Regions from separate parts of the Mus musculus genome. Here region 1 is linked to region 2. A link is a contact called in public promoter capture Hi-C data. All regions are on one chromosome and are shown on one strand. Each heading gives the region's core, a stretch centred on a gene start, on an enhancer-like site or on the middle of the called end of the contact. The rest is flanking DNA. Distances are from core to core; before and after follow the strand shown.

Evidence for each region. Capture Hi-C pulls out chosen DNA fragments and counts their contacts.
Region 1: a promoter capture Hi-C map of adipose tissue shows a contact between it and region 2. The contact joins the promoter of Ivd here to the promoter of Pak6 in region 2. A contact is called at or near these places in 6 of 39 promoter capture datasets (the 3T3-L1 cell line, 3T3-L1-derived adipocytes, liver and 3 more), 1 of 484 Hi-C or Micro-C datasets (stem cell-derived cardiac mesoderm), 9 of 115 datasets of contacts at active chromatin or transcription factors (bone marrow-derived macrophages, effector CD8 T cells, embryonic basal ganglia and 6 more) and 4 of 9 other capture datasets (adipose tissue, liver, macrophages and 1 more).

What each region holds. Positions count from the first base shown.
Region 1 is chr2:118,859,858-118,864,703 of GRCm38.p6, forward strand. It overlaps Ivd (isovaleryl coenzyme A dehydrogenase), which reads left to right and starts at 2,137. Exons shown (of 12, transcript NM_019826.4): 1 at 2,137-2,310. The coding sequence starts at 2,164. Gm39913 (a long non-coding RNA gene) reads right to left here and starts at 1,997. Exons shown (of 2, transcript XR_866660.2): 1 at 1,142-1,997.
Region 2 is chr2:118,661,283-118,666,264 of GRCm38.p6, forward strand. Pak6 (p21 (RAC1) activated kinase 6) reads left to right here and starts at 2,295. Exons shown (of 11, transcript NM_001033254.3): 1 at 2,295-2,741; 2 at 3,501-3,584.

The DNA of each region.
Region 1 (4,846 bases), core at 887-3,386, 200 kb after region 2:
AATACGAATGTTACTTCCAGAGAGAAAAGGAACAGGAAAAGATGGGATGCTAAAGGTTTTCGGGTTTTTTTGTTTGTTTGTTTTAGCATTCGAATGTATTGTCAATATTTTTAAATAAAATTCTCAACAGACTGGTGTAGAAGCTGTTAAAATAGGGGTGAGGTGGTAGAGCCTCCTCTATTACAAGTATTTTCATTGCTCTTTGAGCTTCTGGCCCATATTTCCTATAAAGCAACGCTTCACATCCCACACGGAGGTCAGTAACGAAGACTCAAGGTTCCCTCATTCTGTAGAGGGGAGGCTGAGGAGAGACAGAGCAGCCTTAGCTGTAAAACCCTTCATTACACCCATTCTCTTGTCTCTCAAGAGATCTAGGACAATCTCAAAATATCTAAAGAAGTCACTTCAACCAGAGTAGAAATAAGAGGAATGTGATTTTGTGTGTTTTCATTTTTATGCTTTTACTGGTCTCTTGTAGCCCAGGCTGGCTTTGAACTCCAATCCTCCTGCCTCGGTTTTCCAAAGGCTGAGATTATAGGTGTAGAAGCTGCTCTGTGATTGGTTTTTGACCTATCTTTAGGGAGGGCTCAGAATGCAGCTCTTTCCAGTTGTGGGAGGGGCTAAATTAGAATGTGAGACCAGGTAGGAAAAGTCAGATGTGGTAGGGACAACTAAAAATGAGCATGTGGCTCTGAGTGCTATGCCATATAATTAAGTATGCAATCATTTTTATTATAATTTTGATTGCTGGGGTTGAACCAAAGCCTTGGGTACTCAAGTGGATGCCTTACATCGCACTGTACCCCCTGCCCAGTGAATATGCCTCATGATGACATTGTAGTGGGGAACACTGTTCTCATTTTCAGGTGATAAAAGACACAGCAAGGATCCAAGCAATGTGTTCAAAGCCCCCTTCCTGGACAGAAGTGGAAAGGGGATTAAGAGATAAGAGCCTGGCTCCTGTCAGTCTTTCTTCTTCTGGACACAAAAGACAGATCTCCCCTCAAAGGCACTAAGTTTATTTTAAGCCAATACGAATAACCATGACATGAGCAAAATTCGGGTTGCCCTTAATGACGTACTCCAGTGTGGAATAGCTACAGGATATGTTCTTAGCCACAAAACCAAAGACTGTACTTACCAAAGACCTTGTGCCAACACTGGTCGGTGAGTTACTCCAGGGAAATCTCTGATATTATCTGATGACATACTTAGATGACATACAAGATGTTCTTGGTTTGTACAAGTTAGTAGTCTGCTAAATGAATAAATTCCAGGTGGGTGTTATCCACTTGTAGTGGAAGCACTCGTAAGAGAGAGGCAGGCAGATCTCTTTTGAGTTCAAAGTCAAAAAGTTCCAGGACAGCCAGGGCTACATAGAGATCCTGTCTCTGATTAGTGAACTAATTTAAAATAAAATTTCCTACCTGATGGTCAAGAATACTGGGTCAGTTAGGTGGGTTGGAGATAAACGGCTACTTAAAGGAACTAAAGATACTCAAATATAATTTTGGCTGTGAATCTGCAACAGCCCAACACCCACAATCACAAAGTTCTAATTAGTTTGCAGAATCTTCACTCAAGTGATTTTTTTCAGGGAACCCCAAACACCATTCTTCTCTTCCTGCCCTGTCACCCCAATAAGAAAACGTTCTTACAGAATCCGAGGGCAGAGAATCCTGGGCAACCTCTTTCGCTTAAGGAGGAACCAAAACCTATTACATAACAAAGCAAATTTTGCTGTTTTCAGTCAGTGGGGACTCTAGAACAAAAGATTCTTTAACAGACCTTCACACCTCCAGATCTGTTTGGACAGTTTATCCCTCCACATTAGGCATCTGCGTTGGAGTACTTGCTTTCCCACAAAGATAGTCTTGTGCCGTTCAAGATTAAAATCTTAACACGAGATACTACTATACTTTCTTGTATGCAAGAAAGACACTTAGGAAACAAGTACGGGAGGTAGCCAGCACAGGAGCCAGGGCTGGCTGCCGCCTCTCGGCTGATTGGCTTGCATGGTTGCAAGGGCAGCAAGGCCTTCGGCTGGCTTCCGAGAACGATTGGCTACTGAAGCCCCACCCCCTCCCTGATTGGACAAAGTGTTGAAACTAGGATTGGTGGAGCGTAAGCTAAACCAGTCCAAGCTCCTGGTGCACCGCAGAGATGGCGACTGCAATCCGGCTGCTGGGACGGCGAGTTTCCAGTTGGAGACTGCGGCCATCACCGTCGCCCCTCGCTGTCCCGCGGCGGGCCCACTCGATATTGCCTGTGGACGATGATATCAACGGGCTAAACGAGGAGCAGAAGCAGGTAGGAAGGCCGGCCCCAGGACATGTCCCAGGTCTTACCCAAGTGACTTGTGCCTGCCAGGCCTTGGAAGCGTTTCGTAGAAGCTAGGGAGAGGAACTGCGCGCCCTCTCCCTACTAATATTTGAGGGAGACAGCAAGACAGGGGGATTCCTGGCTTTGAACTCCAGCTAGGAGGAGATAAAAGAGTAAGGACCAAACCTGGAAGACTGGTGGTGTTTGGGTGGGCAGATTGGTTGGCCCTACTTCTAGTGGCTCTCATGAATCTGAAAACACTTACACCCCAACCTGTTCTCTCTCTCTCTCTCTCTCTCTCTCTCTCTCTCTCTCTCTCTCTCTCTCTCGCTCACTCTCGCTCTCCTTCTCCCTCTCGCTCTCCCATTCTCCCCTTCCTTGGGGTCTCAGTATGTATAGCTTTGGGTGGCCTGGAAGGCATTAAACTAGTACTTGAACTCTACTAGTGAACTCTTGCTTTTGCCTCAAGAGTGATGGGATTAAAGGCATGGGCCACCATACCTGGCTTGTAAGCAATGGTTCTCAACTTATGGTTGAAGTTACGCATGACCCATAGCTACCAGGGCAATTTGCTTTTTCAATGGAAGACTTTAAAGAATTCTGAAATGCCATCTTAAGTTTGTTTTCTTCCCCTCTTCAAGGCATAATGCACAAAGCTGAAAAAAAAAAAAAGAGCTTGGTTGCTGGGCAGTGGTGGCGCACACCTTTAATACCAGCACTCGGGAGACAGAGGCAGGTGGATTTCTGAGTTCGAGGCCAGCCTGGTCTACAGAGTGAGTTCCAGGACAGCCAGGGATACACAGAGAAACCCTGTCTGGAAAAAACAAACAAACAAAGAGCTTGGTTAACCTACTCTTATTGCTAGGTTTAACTCTCTTCCCTAATCGAAGCCAATGAATAATTTCCAGGGATGCCTTGGGTCCTGCCTATCTATCTATCTATCTATCTATCTATCTATCTATCTATCTATCTATCTATCTATCTAGATATCTAGATATCTATCTAGATATCTATCTAGATATCTAGATATGTATGTATATGAAGCAACTGCTGTAGATTGCCTAAGAGATTGCTGAGGAGTGATGGTTTCACACACAGTGTGTCTGAGTCAGATGCTATACCAAGGGCAAGTATTGCTATGAATAACCTTAGTGGAGGAAGGGAGTGGAGCCCCTAGGCACCTTCTGGAATTCTAAGAAAGAAAGAAAAGTGAAGAACCAGGGTACAGTTACAATCAAATCAAACCCACACTCCATCAGAGTAAATAACTCAATGTCCAATATCTAGGGTTAATCATGACCTTCTGGGCTCCTCTAAGGGGCTTGAGTCACTTCTCCAGCTCTGCCCTCTACAGCCCACACAGCTTGTCTTCTAAGCTCTGGTAAGCACCACCTCCTGCTGCTGCTGTTCTTGGTGGCCCTCCCGTGGTACTGGTTATCTCCAAAATGCTGGGTCTCTGCTGCAGCTGAGCTGGACTTCTATTAGTAGCCTCTTCTGGGATCTCCTCATGGTGCCAAACTTCTGCTTTTCTGCATGGCCCCTTTAATCCTGGGGCATTAAATGTAATCCATGACCCTTTACCAAGAGCCTGCCTCTCTTGGCTTCTGACAATGTCAAGTCTCAGCTACTCTCTATGACCCATTCGTACCTTTAAAACCAGCAGCACCTGGAAGACTTATGCTTGATCAAGTTCCGCTGTCAGCACAGTGCAGCCTTAGCTATCTCTGTAGCACAGCTTCTGAGTGCTAACTGAGGAAACACCTCCCAGAAGATTTCACCTCAGGGATGCTGGTCTCTTCCCAAACAACACTCATTTCTCAGCTCCAGCATCAATTTCAAAGCTCCAGTTTTGCTGTCAAAGCAAAGGTTTCACTTTAGTGGTTCTGGTCTTTTGTTAATCAGAACTGACTTTTCAGCACTAGCTAATCAGGACCATAAATTCTTAACTCCAAATATGAAATGACCCCAGTAGAGTCTTCGAGTGACTCTCAAACTTCCTTCCAGAACTTCACAAGCCAGGCCTCCATCCTCTGCATTTCTCTCAACAATTTTATGTCCCACAGAATAGCTCACTAAGCTTTGAAAACGTAATGACTTCTAGTTCAAAGTTCCAGAGTCCTTCCACAATCCTCCCCAAAACAACATGCTCAGGTCTATCACACACACTATCCTGGTACCAATTTCTGTCCTAGCTAGAATTATAATTGCACTGACAAAACACCATGACCAAAAGCAACGGGAGGAGGGAAGAATTTGTTTGACTTGCAGCTCCGCATCTTAGTCCATCACTGTAAGAAGTCAGGACAGGAATTGAAACAGCGCAGGAACCTGTAGGCAGGAGCTGATGCAGAGGCCATGGAAGGGTACTACTGCTTACTGGCTTGCTCCTCATGGCTTGTTCAGCCTGTTTTCTCACAAAAGCCAGAACCACCAGGCCATGGATACCGCCCACAACCACCAATGGGCTATACCCTCCCCCATCCATCACTAATTAAGAAAGTGCCCTAGAGGCTGTAGAGACAGC
Region 2 (4,982 bases), core at 1,045-3,544:
TTATGCTTTTCAGTGAACTGGAGAAGATGATTTCTATTGTCTTGCAGGATGTGGCGTCATCTCTCTCTGGTGTCAGTGCCATTCTTCCCCCACAGAGAAACAGATACAAATTTTAATTCTTATTTTATCATTACGTGTATGTGCGTGTGTGCACATGCATGTGCATGAATGCCAAAATGCACATGTGGGGGTCAGAGGACAACTTCTCTCCCTCCACCATGGGCTCCAGCGTTCTAACTCAGGTTGTCGGGTTCAAGTGGCTGCCCTTTTACCCACTGAGCCATCTTGCTGACCTGACTCCATCCTTGGTCAGGGTCCAGCAGTTATTTGGCTGCATAAGAAAGTACCATCTGATATTAGTCAGTCCCCGATTTGTGAGCTTTCTATGGCTTCCATTTTTTCTGATCATAAACAATACTAATATATATGGAGAGAGAGAGAGATATCAGATTCGATGTAGGCCTAGAATGCTTTACATAGCCTAGGCTATCCTCAAACTAACAGTAACCCTCCTACCTTAGCCCCCCCCCCTCCAGTGCTGGAATTACAGGTGTGATCCACCATAAATTTGCTTCTGACTTAACTTGCTTCTGTCTGCTTTTAGAGCCTACGTGGACCGTTTATAATTGTTTCCTCACGATGTTATTTTGAAGGGCAAAAAGGAAAGACAGAGTTCTCTAAAACTGCCTACCTAGTTCAAGGGAAGACGTTTCCTGTTGGCCCCTGAGTGACGTTTGTATGTGGATTTTGATGTCCCTCTTGTTGGACACTGATGTTGTCCCTGTGTGCAGTCTGAGACCTTTGCACAGGCAGTGACTGGGAGTCCTGGTTTTAGAAGATTAGCTTGGTGACTAGGTAGATAAGAATGAGCAATAAATGACATAGGCCAACGGAGAAGAATGCTGATGTTTACCAAGCTCTCGGATGGACAGTCCCTGGCCGGGCAGCTTTGTCTACGGAATTCCCATAATCCTGGGAGGCAGGTGAAATTGTTTCCATTTTATAGATGATGACACTGAGGTTCAGTTGATTAAACAGCAGGCCAGAGTCACTCAATTAGTGAACAATAGAGCTGAGATGTGAGCTCAAGACTGAAAATTCAGAGCTCAGGGAGTTAGCCACATTTTAAGAATGAATGTTCAAAAGTGATGTGAATACTTTAGTGCCCCCTTGGGTAGTTAGAATCAGAAGACTTCTAGCTTTCTCGTGGCAGTACTTGTGGGTCTAGGAACACGTGGTGGGCAGTGTGGGCTGGACTGTTCACAATGGGGCAGCTACCACATAGGTTTGAGGTCAGCCTTCAGCAGAGTTTAGAGGAAGCCACAGAGAGATTATGGAATGATGCCTGGGAAAAGGGAAAAGGCAAACAATTGGCTAAGACGGGAATTTGGGCACTTCCCAGATGGACATGAGAGAAAATGACCAGTGAAGGAGGCAGGAGGCTCAAGACAGTGAGGGAGGGGCCATGCTTACGGAGTGCTCTTCAGGGAACCAGCAGGTGGGCATCCTGAGTCTCCTTTCCTCCCATGCAACTGTTTCTAGTTGTGGGAGGGGCGATGCTGGAGCAGGGGAGAACAGAAAGATGGTACCCACAGAGCTGAGTACCCCACCCTCCATCCTCACCCTTTTTGCCCTTTAGGACAAAACCAGATGAGAACGTGCAGCCCAGGTGTGGCCACGCCTGCCAGGGCTGAGACCCACAGCTGCAAACCTGGGGCGCGGATGGGAAGGGGGTTAGGCTTGGCTGTGAGCCAAGAAGGTCTGGTTTCTGGGGAACAACGGTGAGGTGAACTACAGTAGGCTCCTCTGAATCCCACCCCTCAGTCTTTTCTCTCCCTCCTCCCCCTCAGCAAAGGAAAGCAGTAAGAAACGTGTTTTTTTATAAATAGCTCCAGCCCCAGCTGATTTGTAAATTCAGTGGGTTTTTTTGTGTCAATGACATCACCCTCCTCCCCATGGCAACCCCCGACGATATCAAAATTGCCAGGCAACGTTGGAGCTGCTCGCGCCCTACAGGAGCAGGTCGCTGCCTGAGATTCTAATGGAGAAATCCCAAAGTGAGCTGGGGTGCACGGTGGAGGAGGGGTGCGCCGCGGCCGGGGCTGCCGGGCCCTGATCGATTGACCAGAGGAAGGCGGGAGCGGTTGTCGCTTGCTCCGCAGCTTGAACACACCGGGGGCTCCACGGCCAGCTCTTCCTGACAGCAGCGGCAGACCACAGCAGGTGGGGGGAGGGCACTGCTCGGTTCCTGACATGCCGGGAGCAGCAAGCAGCCATCCAGGTGACTAAGCCGGCCCACCGCCACTGAGTCACCCACCCACCCTGGCTTTTCTTCCTTCCCCCTTTGCATCTGATTATTTGGGGAGCTGAAAACTTGGAGGTGTCCCTGAGGCCCGCCCCTTCTAACTCTCCCCGCCCTACCTCGGCTTGGAGGAAAATGGAACTCGCCCGGAAGCTGCCACTACCCCCTAAGGACATGGAAGGCACGGAGGGAGCCAGAGGTGCCCATGGAGAGACCTCGGCTGGCAGAATACAATAGCAGACATGGTGTTCGGGCTGCCCGTGTGTCCTCTGAAGGTTCTGGGAGAGAAGGGGAGTCTAGTCCACACCGACTGGAGTCCTTCTGGGCTGCCTTTGCGCTCACCTCTCAAGGGGATCTTTCTGTAAAAGGAAACGTGTGGCTTCCAGGGTCACTGGTATTTGGAGAGCAAGACTGGATTGGCATAGGCAGGCCTGTGCAGGTAGGTGGCTCTGTACTGGGTGTGGACCCACGTGTGTGAGAGGGTGAGGGTGTGTCACAGTGCGTATGCGCCCAGCCAGATCTGAGGACAGCCGCTGGTCAGCAGAGAGCTGGGATGGGGACCTGACAGGGGTTGATTCTGATCGATGCTGGGCCAGCCTAGTCTTGAGTGCATGTTGGGGAGAAGGGACAGCAAACACGTGGCCTGAGCAGACAGAAGGACAGCTGCCTGCTCGGGCAGGCCCAAGCCCTGGCTGGGACCACAGGACAGAGACGTGGCCAGATGCCAAGGTAGGACGTGGTCCTGAGGCCTGGCCAAGTGTTAGGAACTAAACTAATAGGCATGGGTGTGCAGGTTCATCTCTTGTCTTCCTGACAGCCCTGAGTGCCCAGAGAACACCTTTCTAACAAGGATCTTATCACTCTCCCAGGCAGAGCTGTTCAGCTCCTATGTGTGTCCCTGCTGAGCTCAAAGACACATCCAATGAGCAGGCTACAGGCCGGGGCTCGGCTGGGGGCCACCCTGAAACCCCCTTTCAGGCATGCCCCTATGTGTGACAGGCAGAGGGGTGTGGGCCCCCTACCTCCTCCACACAACTGGCAGGCTTTTAGGCACATTGGTGAGTAAGCTGCCGCAGGCAGGGAGGTTGTGCCCACAGAGATGAGATGACACCAATCAGGGACCTTCTGGGGAAAAGCGGCTGAAAGAGAAAATCACCGGGGTCTTTCTTTTTCTTTCTTTTTTTTTTTTTGCCTAAAGGTAGCACCAAGCTTCTGGGCTCCAGACAAGCACCAGCCTACAGTGGGAGAGGGTGAGGCCCAGCTGCCCAGAAGGAGTGCCAAGGTAAGGTCTCCACTGTGGCAGCAGGTTCTGGATTCTTGAGCTGGGGACAGGGTATCCATTTATTGAGGCCACTCCTCACCTAGGCCAGAGAAGCTAACTCCGTGTTCACAAAAAAAAAAAAACAAACAAAAAAACCAAAAAACCAAAAACTGTGAGCTCTTGGACTAAGGATCCCTGAGGTGACCTGACTGTTGGCCACCCCCTCTTCAGGTAGATTTTGAAACAGCTCGGTGGAAACCAGTTTCTGGCTCTGGGCTTGTTTCTACAGTCCCTGCCTTTGCTTCCTGCTCCTGCCAGACCAAGCGAGGGCCACCAGCACTTCTTCCAAGAAGCCCTTCTCACCTGCCCCTCATGTAGTCATTCTGCAAATATTTATGGTGCGTCCTCTGCCTACTGGGCTCCAGCCCCCACTGGTGCCCTTTCCCTGAACTTAACCTGGCAGACTCTGACTCTGAAAGTCAGCATGAGGCCAGGGCCAGGGGCCTGCCTGGGGGCAAGCTAGTGCTACCCTTAGTCTTGCTTGGGCTTACCACTTCTGCTCAGGATTCTGGGCTGGTGGGCTTCATCAGGCCCCAGGAACTCAAGTCCATGCCCCAGGGAGCAAGGTTAGTGCAGTGTAGCCACTGGTGTAGAATGCCAAGGTCAGAAAATGTTGCATTCCTTCCGGGGAGACAGGGGTGTCTTTCCCTAAGTTGGTTCTGATGAAAACTGAGTTCCCAGGGTGGGCTTGGGAGCTCACCTAGTTAGGATTGGGGGTTGGTCTTTGGGTTAAGAAGGGCCCCGCTCTGTGGGCATTTTTACCTACATTTTTTTTTTCTGGTGATAAGCCTGGGAACTCGCATGACAAGGGCACCAAGGGATTTGGCACCAAAAATGAACCCTTCAAGAAGTATTTGACTTGGGTGGAAACTCTGAGCCCTGCAGGGCATAGGAACTGCATAACCTTTCTGGTGACCCCTCCCCCACCCACATACACTGGGTACATTTGAGATTTGCCAGACACAGGGAAGGTGCAGGCCAGTGGGGTACAGCCTACTCTATGTAGTTTTCCTCAGGATGACCAACACTGTTCCCTGTCCTGGGAGAGAGGACACAAAGGACCACAGTCAGGAGGAGACGATAGTATCATCTATACCTGGCTTCGGGATGAGGAAAACGACCAGACCATGGAAGGGCTTTCTGCTTCCTCCCAGAAGGTGACTCTTAAGGGAGCCTCCAGGTCTGCAGAACTGAGCAGAAGCCAGAGCCCAGCTGCGAGCAGAATGGCAGGTGCTAGTGAATATGCAAGCGAGCAGTAGTCCCTTAGGGAGGCAGACAGCTTAGCCAGGAGGAAGCCTAGGGTAGAAGCCAGGCCATCAGGAGATGGAAAGTCTGCTGGGGTCTTAAGGGGGTTCAGTA